Regions from separate parts of the Mus musculus genome. Here region 1 is linked to region 2. A link is a contact called in public HiChIP or PLAC-seq data. All regions are on one chromosome and are shown on one strand. Each heading gives the region's core, a stretch centred on a gene start, on an enhancer-like site or on the middle of the called end of the contact. The rest is flanking DNA. Distances are from core to core; before and after follow the strand shown. Region 1 holds the start of Taf3 (TATA-box binding protein associated factor 3). Region 2 has its middle 190 kb from the start of Gm30957.

Region 1 (5,754 bases), core at 2,667-5,166, 1.3 Mb before region 2:
TTATAAAAGAAAGTGCTTGATTTGGGGATTCACAGTTACAGAGGGTTAGAATCTATGAAGACCAGAAATAAAGGGGACAGGCAGGCACTGCAGCAGTAGCCAAGAGCTTACATCTGATCTGAAAGCTTGAGGAAGAAAGAGAGAAGGCTAACTGGGAATAGCATGGGCTTTTGAAATCTTAAAGCCCACCCCAGTGACATATCTTCTCCAACAATGCCACACCTCCTAATTTTTCCAGAACAGTTCCAACTGGGGACCAATTATTCAAATATATGACCCCCTGGAGGTCATTCTCATCCAAAACACAAGTGTGTCCAACATCATGCTGCAACAATTCTCAAGGGCCTATTTCACAAGTGGGTGTTTGGGAAAGGCACCAGATATGAAGTCCACTGTTACTGCCCTATACCATTTGAAGCTGTTGTGCTGCCAGGCTGATGTTTTGGCCTTTGTAGGCACTGCTAAGCACAAGCTTATAGGAAATACTTTGTGGGGATGGGGTACAATCTCTGAGGATGCGGTACAGACTTTACTCAATGGCTTTTCTTTGGAGCGGGGTTCTCAACAGGGAGATAACATGGACTAGAGACTGAAGATTCTCCACTTGCCATCACTCCCAGGGACTTACTTAGGTAATTGTTCCAATTCCTGCAACCCAGAGTTCTTGAGGCTTATGGGTCTCATCTCCAAAATGGGCGAGTTTTACCAAAGGAGACAGTAAAAGTCCTGCTGGAATGGACAAGGCTTCAGGTGTTACCTTAGTACTTCAGCCACAAGATATCAGCAGAGAGGTCCATCTAGGCAGCCGATCCTCATAGGAGAAGACTGAGCTGTTATCCCAATGGGTAATGGGCACTATCTGCCATATTGGTGGTCTGTTTGGGTACTTTTGTTCAATTTTGAGGGTGAATTGACAAGGTCAGCAGCCACAATCTAGAAAGGATATGGAAGCCTAGGACTCAGAGCCCTCCCTTACACACAAGGTCTGAGCAAGCCACTGGAAATAGACACGGGGCCCATCCGCAGTAGGGAGAGTGGTAACAGTTCCTGGTTTTCCTTTTTAATGATGTTCTCAGAGGAGAACCCCCACCACCTCTGAAAGAGCTGTTCTTCAGATTTACACCAAGAAAGAGAGCAAAGGAGAAACAGAAGACGTATGCTGAATATTAATAGGATAGTACCGAGCTCCTCAGCTCTCAAGGACTTAAGCCTTCCATGGAACTGACTCAGCTGTAAACAGTACATTGGCCTAAGTTCACACACCCTTTCCTGCAAAGTCTACACAAATCACCTATGAATTTGGCAATGTTAAAGGTCCAAGAGTTTCAGCAAGCACCCTGAGATTGGCTGAGGCCTTCCTTGACAGTGTATCTGCCTGGCTCCCACTCCTTCCCTCCCACATTTGGTGTCCCAAGAGTGCTCCCAGATAAACCTGCTGTAGAGTTCCCTCCATCCCACACTTAGCTTCCTGGGAAACCAGAGTCGTGGCCATATGGTCATACATATGGTTACACAGGGAACGGTGCTGGTTTCGGAGGATAAATGCTCAGCTTTTCAGACTTAAGTGGCATGAGGTTTGCAGCTTATTTTCAAGCTGTTCTTGGAAAAGGTGAGTATAAGTTAATTAAAATATTTCCATATATAGTAAATGTGGCAAAATGTTAATAATCCATGAATCTTGTTTGTTTCAGCTTTTCTGTAGTTTTGAATTTTTTCCACTACACTCAGGCAAATAAAGAGGTAGTAGGGGAAGGGAATCCAAGGTATGAGTTTCAAATTAAGGAAATGTTCAATGTTATGAAACAGTTCTAAAAATGAGCTAGGCACAGTGACACACACCTTTAGTCTCAGAACTTGGGAGGCAGAAGGAGGCAGATATTTGAGTTTGAGGCCTGCCTGCTCTAGAGTTCTAGGACAGCCAGAGCTCCACAGAAACACTGTCTGGAAAAAAACAACAAAAAAATTAAAAATGTTCAATTAAGGCCCGAGACGAGATGAAAAGTATCCTTGTGATTTTGCATCAAACAGGCTCCTGACACTTGGGCACAGAACTCCCAATGGACTGAGTGTCGATGCTTCTCTCCAGACTGCCATTTGTCAAAACTAACATGGTTTCAGATTTATTGGGCTCTCAAGACTTTAAGAAGGGGATTTATTACAATGACTTATAGGCTATGGTCCAGTTAACCCAACAATGGCTGCCTACAAACAAGGTCCAAGAATTCAGAAGTTGTTTAGTCCAAGAGGCTAGATGTCTCAGCTGATCTTCAGTATACTCTGGAATCCCAAAGAAGTAGCCTCTACTTCCCGTGACAGAATGCACTTGTGAGCTGGAGTGAAGGCAAGCAGGCGAAGAGAAAGCAAGCTTCCTTCTTTTATGTGTTTTATATAAGCTGCCAGCAGAAGATGTGGGCCAGATTAAAGATGGATAGTCCCACGTCAAAGACCCAGACTAGAAGTGTGTCTTTCCACTACAAGAGATTTAATTAAGAAAAGAAATCTCTCGCAAGTGTGCCCAGTCATTTGGGGTTTAGTTGATTCCAGATGTACTAAAGTTGACAACTGAGACTAGCCATCACAGCTGCCTAGAAACAATTTATTGGAGAGGGCACATAAACTTATATACTGAATAGTCAATGGTAGATATGGCAGGCACAACTAAGAAATGGAGTAGTTAAATATAGCCGAAGTAGGTTTGGTTTAACTCAGTAGTCACTGGGATTGGTTTGGCTTTAATTTGAAACTTTTTTTCCTGTTCTGTAACTAGCTCTGTAGACCAGGCTGGCCTTGAACTCAGGTATCTGCCTCCCTCTGCCTGCCCAGCACTGGGATTATTAATCAGGGTCTACCAGCAGTTGCCCAAAGTGCCAGTTACTGTGGAGGCTCACTTCAGTCCCAAAAGTCTAAGGGCAGATGTTGCAACATAACAAGATTGAGACTCACGGGGGGGGGGGGGCGGGCGGGGGCGGACGACGGGATGGACGGACGGGACAACCCACTATTTCAACCAAACCTATTTATCATCTCATCACAGTTTCTGTTACCGTCAGGCAAAATGCAACTAGGGCTGGAAGAAGCCCTGGGAAAGGCAAGCAAGCATTCTCTGGACAAAACCAGTCTCAAGGATTTACAGAGTATTCGACCTCTGTAGGGAACTGCATTCTCCACGTCTTGGATAGACTACGTATTGTGACTAGTAAGACGCAAACTAGAACTAGCTATAAACTGCACTAAAATAATATCTTGCTCACTACTGGGGAAGAGGGGGGCAGTTCCCACTAATTGAACACGTAGGCATTTTTCCTTAAAACCAGCCATATTATGAAGAGCATTGAACGACACAATGAACAACATGAGTTTATTAGCTCTGATTGTTTTTTTTAGAGCCGGAGTCTTTTTCGGTTTTTCGGTGACTCTAGTTGGCCTCTAGCTTATGATTGCCTCAGCCTCCTGAGTGAACATCTTGGATTTCACTCAAACCTCCCAAGTGGCCACTATTTCATTCTGAATACTATCTTTCATCTTTTAATTTCGTTTTTACTTTTTTAGATTTAAGTAAAGGAAAACAATCGAATCCGCGTTCTGCGGAGTAGCTTATATTCCCAATTCTCTAGTTTCACACTTGAATCTCTATCAACATTATCGATGTTAAGTCCTTAACATTCCACTGCCTCCCTGGTTTGCCCCTGAACACACCGAGGGTCACCTCTTACTTTTCCATCAGCGGGGAGAGAAAGACACCGGCACCTGTTGTCAGGGAGGCGCAGACTCCACCTGCGCCCAGTCACTCGGCTTCCGGCCGGCGTCCAGGCTCTAGAGTCGATCCCGAGACGATCGCTCTCCTCCCACTGGGCGGAGCCTGGGCCGCCTATCTCTCGGCCTTCTGCTCGTACTGCCTCGCCCCGGCGGCCGTCCAGCGGGAGGCGGAGCGAGTCCAAAATGGCGGCTCTCAGGCTGGCGCGCTCCGTGCTGCTGAGGCTTTGAGGTGGTCGCTCCGGGTCGGAGGGGGGACGATTTCCCCGCCGCGGGGCCCCCAGAGAATGAATCGGGGGCTCTGCTGAGGCGAGGCGGCAGGGCTGGAGAGCAGTGGCAGCGAAGGGCTGCGGTGGCGTCCACGCAGCGGGATGTGCGAGAGTTACTCTAGGTCGTTGTTGAGGGTCTCGGTGGCGCAGATCTGCCAGGCGCTGGGCTGGGACTCGGTGCAGCTCAGCGCCTGCCACCTCCTCACCGACGTCCTGCAGCGCTATCTGCAGCAGCTGGGCCGGGGCTGCCATCGGTACTCTGAACTCTGTGAGTACTGGGGCTGGGTTGCGGGAGGGCTGCCCCAAGCCGGTCACGAGTGACACCTTTGCCCCTCCGGACCCCTTTGGGCATCCCCTGCAGGGGTGGCGTTCCGAAGCCGGCTTCGACATGGGGATCCTCTCAGACTCCGACCGTCTGGGGGGCTTCCACCGTCTCCTGCGAACTCCAGTCATCCCTTAGGTGCCTCTTCCTCATCCGCTAACTTCCCGCCACCGGCAGGGAAGCGGGGTCCCGGCTCGCAGCCACACACCCTCTCACCGATGCTGCTCCTGGACCAGTGCTTCGGTCTCTCTCATTGTCTCGGGTCGGCTGCGGCCAGAGCCACCCCCAGAATGCTCTCCACCTCGCTCACCTTGGTCTTTTGCCTCCCTTGCTCGCAAACTACTACAACTAGTTGTCACAGGCGCTCCGTCTACCGGCCGTTTCTTACAAGGCTGGCCATTCCTGAGCTCCCAAATAGACTCGTTGACAGCTCCGCTCAGTCAGGGTCGCTGCCTTTTTTTTTTTTTTTTCTCCCCTCTCTATCTGTTCGTTTCACAGACTTCGCCTACTACTTTTCAAGGCAGGTTTTGTCGATTTCGCTGAATACCTTTCAATAAGCATCTCAGTTACGCACGGCGTCCTTCCTCTATGCTCTTCTGTTAGTGTTGATCTAAGTGTGATGGGAAGCATCACTCGGTAATTTGGGAGGTTTTCCGGGTACTCAGTGTCGCAGTATGTATTAACTTTTTTTTTTCTGGTTCATGTCTCTTTAATGAGATTAAAGGCTCCTGTGTATGTTTTGGGAGTGAGTAAAGATAGCACAGTCCTCCGTGTTGCCCCTCTTCAGGGCTCCAGCCCTTTCAGGTGTGTTCTAGGAGAGTGGGGACGGTCCCACATGGAGGACTGCAGTTGAAACTAGGGCTGAATCCTGGTGGCCAAGTAATACCCAGTTTCCCTCTTGAAACTACTTATGGGATGTCCCCACAACTAGAAGCCAGCCCCACGGGAGGAACTTGAGACATAGAATCTGGGGACAGTGTATTGACTTTTAAGTGAATGCCCAGTAGTGTCTTTACCCGGTGGTATTTAATGATTTGTAGAAGGTACAGATCATTTTATAGATGTGTGATTTTTACTGATGTATGAGTGTGTGTGTGTGTGGGGGGGGGCGGGGATTATAACGTTCATTTAAATTCCAAGATATGACGTTTAAGGTGGCAAGTTGGATAACTAAATGAAGTGTTTTATAGAGTAATTTGTTCTGCTACAGTGGTTCCTACTTTTAAAGTGAGGGCCTATAGATTCGCCATACCTTCAAGACTCCAAATGCCATTCCTAACAAAATAATGAAACCCCAACAAATCAGATCCTATTTATCTTATTTTGTAATTGTTTGTGTATATGTGTACCCTGACCCAGAAGATAAATTGATTATATTCATATTCTGCGTAAGTACCTAATGTGCTGATT
Region 2 (6,513 bases), core at 2,470-4,969:
AGCACAGTAGCTTCAAATTTTACTTAAATAACCACACAGAGCACTAACATCTCCTATAGTGAGTTATGCATATTTCTCATAGAAGAATAAATTATAGTGAGGGATTCAGTTGCTGAATGATACCACTTGTGATGTTTTAAAGCTAGGGTAGAACTGAGACCATCTGCAAGCAAGACTACTAAATTCCCTCAGGCAGCTTCTGAGGTTGCTCCACCATAGGCAACAAATGGCATAGATTTGGATCAGTTTTTCTCTACTCTGCTTCTCCTTGAGTTGGCATACACTGGCTGACAATTAGAATTAAATAGACCATTGTCAGATGCCTGAATATTTGATGATAATACATTGCACGACAAACTAAGAAAAGAAACGACAACAAAACAGAGTTGGACCAATGAGTTGGTTTATAGGGCAAAGGTGCATGCTGCCAGGCCTGATGATCTGAATTCCATCCCCAGAAGTCGCATAGTGGAAGAAAAGAACTGACTCCCAAGAGCTATTCTTCTATCTCCATATGCATGTACACTCCATAAAAGCACACACGCACACATGCACACGTGCACATGTGCTCACACATGCATGCGCGTGCACCCGCACCCCCCCACACACACACACAAGGAGAAAGAGAGAGAATCAATTAATCAATTAATAAATAAACATAAGAGAAAATTAGAAAAGCACCACTGCCCGCAAAAAAATTATGATGCAGTGTAGAATGTGGTGTAGAAACTGCTAATACGAAATACTGATTTCAAATGTAGCACCTTTGTCCTTGGAAAAGCATGTTCACTGCCATGAATAAACTTTTTTGAAAGTGTATTTTTTTTTAACTTTGCCTGTTTTTATTTTCCCATCTTTTTTCTTGAGTTATATTTTAAGAAAATCTCATTTGTGTTTTCAAAATATAAAATTTCAAATTTCATCTGAAAGTATTTGAATGCTCTCTTACATATTTAAGAGTCCATGTTTGTCTGCAATGTATTTATCTTGAATTCATAGATTTTTTATTAATATTTTAACAGGATTCTATCTCTTTTTAGCCTTCAAATATTAAATGCCCCTCCTGGGGATCTGTCAGAGCATAGAATTCACGGGAAGGCAGGGACAAAAATGTTCCTGGGGACCTTTCCTTTCCACTTGGAAGCTGTGTCCTGTTGGTTTGTATGCCTGCATCCTCAGCTACTCTTTAAATCTTGAAAAAATTCTGTGAACCTTTTAATGACCTCAGTTAAAAAACATTTTTATTTATGTAGCTTCGAGAGCCATGGGGAACACAGACTTCCAGGAAGGCTGGCTCGGCCCAGAGAATGAGGAAGCAGCTAAGAACAAATATTAACCAAGTGAAGGCAGCCTGCTGGAGCCAGAGTGGAAGCAGAGGCAAGTTACAGAATGCATACATTTTATCGTAATAAGAATTCCTCTTTGGCAATGCCTAGGGAAACACATAGGCTAGAAAGGGAGAAGATAACCAGATGTATGTGCAACTATCATGTGGCGAGACATATGTTGAGTATTGTTTTTGTATTAAAGGCTGGAAGACACAGCATCTGCATCAGAATTCTAACTTTTTGTAACTGATGTATAAATCCATGGATGAACTTTACATTAAAATTAAATAAGTGTAACCCTGGATGTTAAACTACGTGTATCTTTGTTCTAGAAGAGCTTTGCTCAGTCATTCTCTAGTGTGCATATCTCATTAGCAGCAAGTGTTCTTGTCACATAATCCATGAGCAGGCTACCAAGATGTGTGGGTAAGCCACAAAATTCTCCATAGGGAGGCATTGATGTTTTTTAATTTGTCTACATTTATTCTTGAGTTTAACTTTTAAATGTAGACCAGGCTGGACTCAAACTGTCTATGTTGTTGAGGATGGCTTGTAGTTCCTGAGCCCCATGCCTCACAGGTGTGCCCGGTCGTGTCTCTCTGTGGTCACACATTCTTAACGAGCCTTTTCCTAAATGACTTACATGAAGTGCCACACTTAGTCAGTGTTGTACATTAATTTGCAAATACAAAGATATCAGGAAAGCCCCAATTCACATGCAATTTTAGTAAACATGCACACAACGCCACCTCCCATTTTCTTCCAAGTTAAAAATACATTCAGCTCTACTTCCGTTCGTCAATCTGGCACTCCAGTTCCTCCATGAGTGTGTCTCTGTTGTCTGTGTATGAACACATGTGTCTGGACACAAGATCATAACAACTGGATTTATTTGTGTTTTCAAATCATAATAAGTATTTGAAGATTTTGAAATAGTTTTTTGCTCTCTTATATCTCTAATTAGTTTTCAAATTTCTATTTGTAACTGTAATGTTTTTTTTTTTTGACCTAATGCATTTAACAGGTCTCATACATAACAAGAATAGAGTGGACAACAGTACACAAGGTACCTAAGTCTTGCTTTCAACTGTGCAAAATTTCAACTCAGTCCAGGCCTTGAAGCTCTTAGACAAAGTCCCATGGGGAAGAAGTGAATGTATTCTCTTTGGTTATGAAGAATATCTTTTCCCAAATGTATATGATTAATTAAGGCACTGTAGGAAGGAAACATGGAAAAGATTTAAAAGTTGGCTTTATCCTGTCTAGTTTATCTATAGATCTAAAATGGTATCTATGTATGTTTCCTCTGTCAGAGAGGCCTAGGATAATAAAAAGATGCAATAGTTACGTTTTTAGTCATATATACCCATTAGTTATGAGAATTTTGTACTTGAGTTCTATTTACTAAGAAAAGCCCATGAAACTGACCAAGGTTTCTGGAAGTTAAAGTAGGAGTACATTTCCCAAGAGAAATAAAAGATATGTCTTCATTGTTTTGTTGTTCACATTTGTAGAATATTATCTCACTTTATTGATATAACCACCTTACTGTAGTAATGAAAATAATAATCTAAGATCACCCCTTCATATGAACTAGAAAAGCTATTTACACTTAGATGACTTCTATTCGGATGGATACACTTAAACCTGTATTTCCATGAAAAAAAGTTATTATTCTAGCCTGTGGTAAGGTCTCAAACCTTGTTATCATTTTTAAACTTTGAATTTGTTAGAATTCAAGTGTCTACACATTTATCTCCCCTCAAAATTTGTTGCAAAGCCTTCATTACCATACATATTTTAACAATTTTCCAAAATATTTTCTCTTCTCTTTGTCCATTTACAACAAATGGATCCTGGGAAATGGAAGCATTCTTAGCTCACTGTCTGAACTGCACTTCTGAAGTGTGTGTCCATATTATTGCAAGTTATCTATGGGCCAGGGGAAGATGTTTTAGGCAACGAGGTGCTAAAGAGAATGAAGGATAGCACTACTGCTGTGTGACAGACAACAGTCTAAAGGATACTTAGGTTCTCTGCAAGCTTTCACTAGCAGAAGGCATTAAGGCAATTCTGCTGGTACCTGCTTTATTTTCTACTACATTTTATTTTGCCTTTTCTTCCTCATGCACTTGGTACCATACAGTTCATGATTGGCTGGGTATAAGGGAACATTAGTAACTGTCTTAGCTTTGGAATAAGTCCAAAAGCAAGAAATGTAAAGAGGACATATGTTGTGTCATGAACATAACACAAGTGTAGTTTGCACCTGATTATCCTGAGAAACTTGGGGACCAAGAGCTTTGGCACTAAATTGCATTATGGGCACCAAATTGCATTATGGGCACCATGCATAGTTTGGAGAGAAAAGCTGCCATTGCCACCCAGTGGCAACATGAATTATTGCATGTTCATGTAAATCCCATTTGCTTTGCCAGAGACCCATATGGAGACTGGCAAGGTGTTAATGCATTTTTAAAGGACTAGAAAGTACCTTGTATATTTTGGTTGTGAGTCTAGCCTGTAATGGCCAAACCACCTCTCTTATATCGCTAATTTGTTTGATTTCTCCTTGTCTCTACCTTTACAGGGAAGTTTTCCCTAGGTTTAAAAGAATGAATCATTCTATACAGATAATATCTATCAATATTTAAGAACTACGTGGAAAGATCTTAAGTGGACCACGGATACATACATATTATCATGGGGTTTCCACTTACTAAAATGTTCAGCACTAAATTTCAGATATACAAGTGCTCATTTTTGCCAGTGCTTTGAACACACTGACAATTTATAGGAGACAACAGTTCCCACCTGTGTGATTAGTTATACAAACTAGTAAAGAGCCAGACATAAGAGACACTTATCTTGTGACAATCTTGTGATAATATATTTATTTATTTATTTATTTATTTATTTATTATTTGCGAGTGTATTCATGGAAGGGGGCTCACATTTGTGGATTGGTTCATATCGTGGCTTATATGGGAAGTTCACAGAATATCTTTGTGAATTTAGTCTTCTCCTCCTTAATTTATACTGATTTGATGAATGAAACTCAGGTTCCCAGACTTGCATAGTAATTGCAGTGCTATCTTTACCCACAGAACTACCTTACCAGCCCTGGTCTTACATTTTAGTATTCTACATAAAGAAGAATATTTCTACTACCTTCTGTGTAAGAGCTGATGTTAGTCTCATTTAAGTTTTGAATTCACTAGCAATTCAAATTGTCTTCCTTTTTAAAGCAGCTTCTATTACAATGGTGTTTATTTTCTCCTGTAACACACAGATCATTCAAAGGGCTACATTGTGCAGCTGCCAGCTGCCTATCCCTCTGCCTTTCTACTAGACTTTAAAAGAATCTTAACCTGAAGAGATAGGACATATTCAGAGTTCTCCAACCTTGGCCTCCCATTCTGTATAACTAACTCTTGCTCCTTCATCTTAAAACTCTGTAGACATAGTTAGGTCTCGAGTCTGCAAACAGCAGGATTGTCTGCTGTCCTCTCACAGAGCAAGGCAGTACAGAGAAAAATGGATCACAGATAGTCTATAAAAGACTGGAGTTAATATGCTTGATATGAGTGGGGTTGTTACTCAAGAGAGTGAAAAATGCATTTATATTTTTGATGTGGGATATATATATATATATATATATATATATATATATATATATATATACACAAGACATTGAACGCAATCAACAGCTAAAATGAAAAGTAAGTAACTGAGATTTGTTTGCTGTATGTCTTGCTCATCAGTCAGTAGGCTTTCATTGGAATATATATTCATTTACTTTGGACTCAGTGGTCTAAGCCATTTTCAACAACCCAGGATCTGCCAACAACATGCAAAGTAGAGCAAAATAATATAAAAAGGTATGCATAAAGAATGTGTACATTAACTGTTTAACACACAATGACACCTTTATTTTAAAAGCATATAGCAGAATCAAATCAAATTTAGAAGTGAATGGAATATCTTCTTGCATATTCATTAGTTAAAACACTTAGAAAATTTTTTCTTTAAAAGGAAAACATCTTTTCTTTGCCTTCCCATTTTTCTCCTAGATTTGCGTGACTTACAGGCAAACACTTTCATCCAGAAAGAAATCCATCCAAATTAAGATAATGAATTGGCACATTGTTAAGTATCCATACGAATGTGGTACAGCCTCCACTTATCTCCTCCTTGGATGTGGTGTAGTTACCATGTGTGCTTTACGCCTTGAGGCTGAAAACTGGGTTTTCTGTATACAGCAATATATGTAGCCAACTTAATGTGCTGACCCTTTTACTGTTAATCGTGTAAAAAAATACAAGTATGTGGTTTACAGTTCTCCTCTTCACTTACTTTTGGCCTGGCCTTTGAATTTATAAAGTGTTCTTATTACAGATTGTGATCATGTGTCACAAATCAATTCTGTGACATTTTTGCCACTGGTAGAGAGATACAGGAGTGACAGCTTATCCGAAGCAAGGAAAGAAGGATTTAAAGAGTCAGAGAATAAAGCAGATCTCAGTTGTGTGCACCACGAACTACTTTCTTAAACTTAGTATTGACTATTGAGCAGAGATTTTTAAATAATTCTAACCTGAATTTCAAGTATTGAAATAAGCCATTTTAAACTTATGCCACTGAAAATTTCTTCAATGTCTGACATCTTGACAGTTTACACATAGGACTCAGTTTAGAACTCTATTATCATTTATTTTATTATTCTCTTTTCTTTTGGGCACCTCCATTGCCATCTAATGTCCTTCACTTCACTCTGAAACCCCTTCTTTCCACCCTCCCTCACTGACTAAACCATTAGCCACACAGTACATTTGAATACAGATTAGATTTTCCAATTTGTAACTACATGTTAAGAACATACTAATTGCAAGATTTTACGTAAAGAATATATAAAACAGGCTGGACAGATGGCTCAGTGGTTAAGAGCCACTGGACCACTGATTGTTCTTCCAGAAGTCCTGAATTCAATTCCCAGCAACCACATGATGGCTCACAACCATCTTTAATGAGATCTGATTCCCTCTTCTGGTGTGTCTGAGGACAGCTACAGTGTATTCATATACAGAAAAGAATATGTAGAACACTTCTCCTTAGAAATAATGCTTTGAAGATATAGGGACTTGGAGATCGAAAGGCCTCTTTCTGGAGTCTCACTTTGTATCTC

The links. HiChIP or PLAC-seq counts read pairs in DNA pulled down with a chosen protein or histone mark.
Region 1: a contact with region 2 is called in an H3K4me3 HiChIP or PLAC-seq map of the SCID.adh cell line, with 13 times the contacts expected there. The contact joins the promoter of Taf3 here to the enhancer-like site in region 2. A contact is called at or near these places in 12 of 39 promoter capture datasets (the 3T3-L1 cell line, the HPC-7 cell line, HPC-7-derived erythroid cells and 9 more), 1 of 15 datasets of contacts at CTCF or cohesin (pro-B cells), 13 of 115 datasets of contacts at active chromatin or transcription factors (the 230-238 cell line, the SCID.adh cell line, acute myeloid leukemia and 9 more) and 1 of 9 other capture datasets (liver).

Annotation. Positions count from the first base shown.
Region 1 is chr2:10,046,771-10,052,524 of GRCm38.p6, reverse strand. It overlaps Taf3 (TATA-box binding protein associated factor 3), which reads left to right and starts at 3,916. Exons shown (of 7, transcript NM_027748.3): 1 at 3,916-4,290. The coding sequence starts at 4,125.
Region 2 is chr2:8,751,532-8,758,044 of GRCm38.p6, reverse strand. No RefSeq gene overlaps it. Among named protein-coding and RNA genes, the nearest start is that of Gm30957, 190 kb to the left of the region's middle. Within about 2 kb of position 3,719, at least 2 of the 459 cell types and tissues checked have an H3K27ac peak or open chromatin away from gene starts, as enhancers often do. A contact at or near this core is called in the SCID.adh cell line, where this site is marked.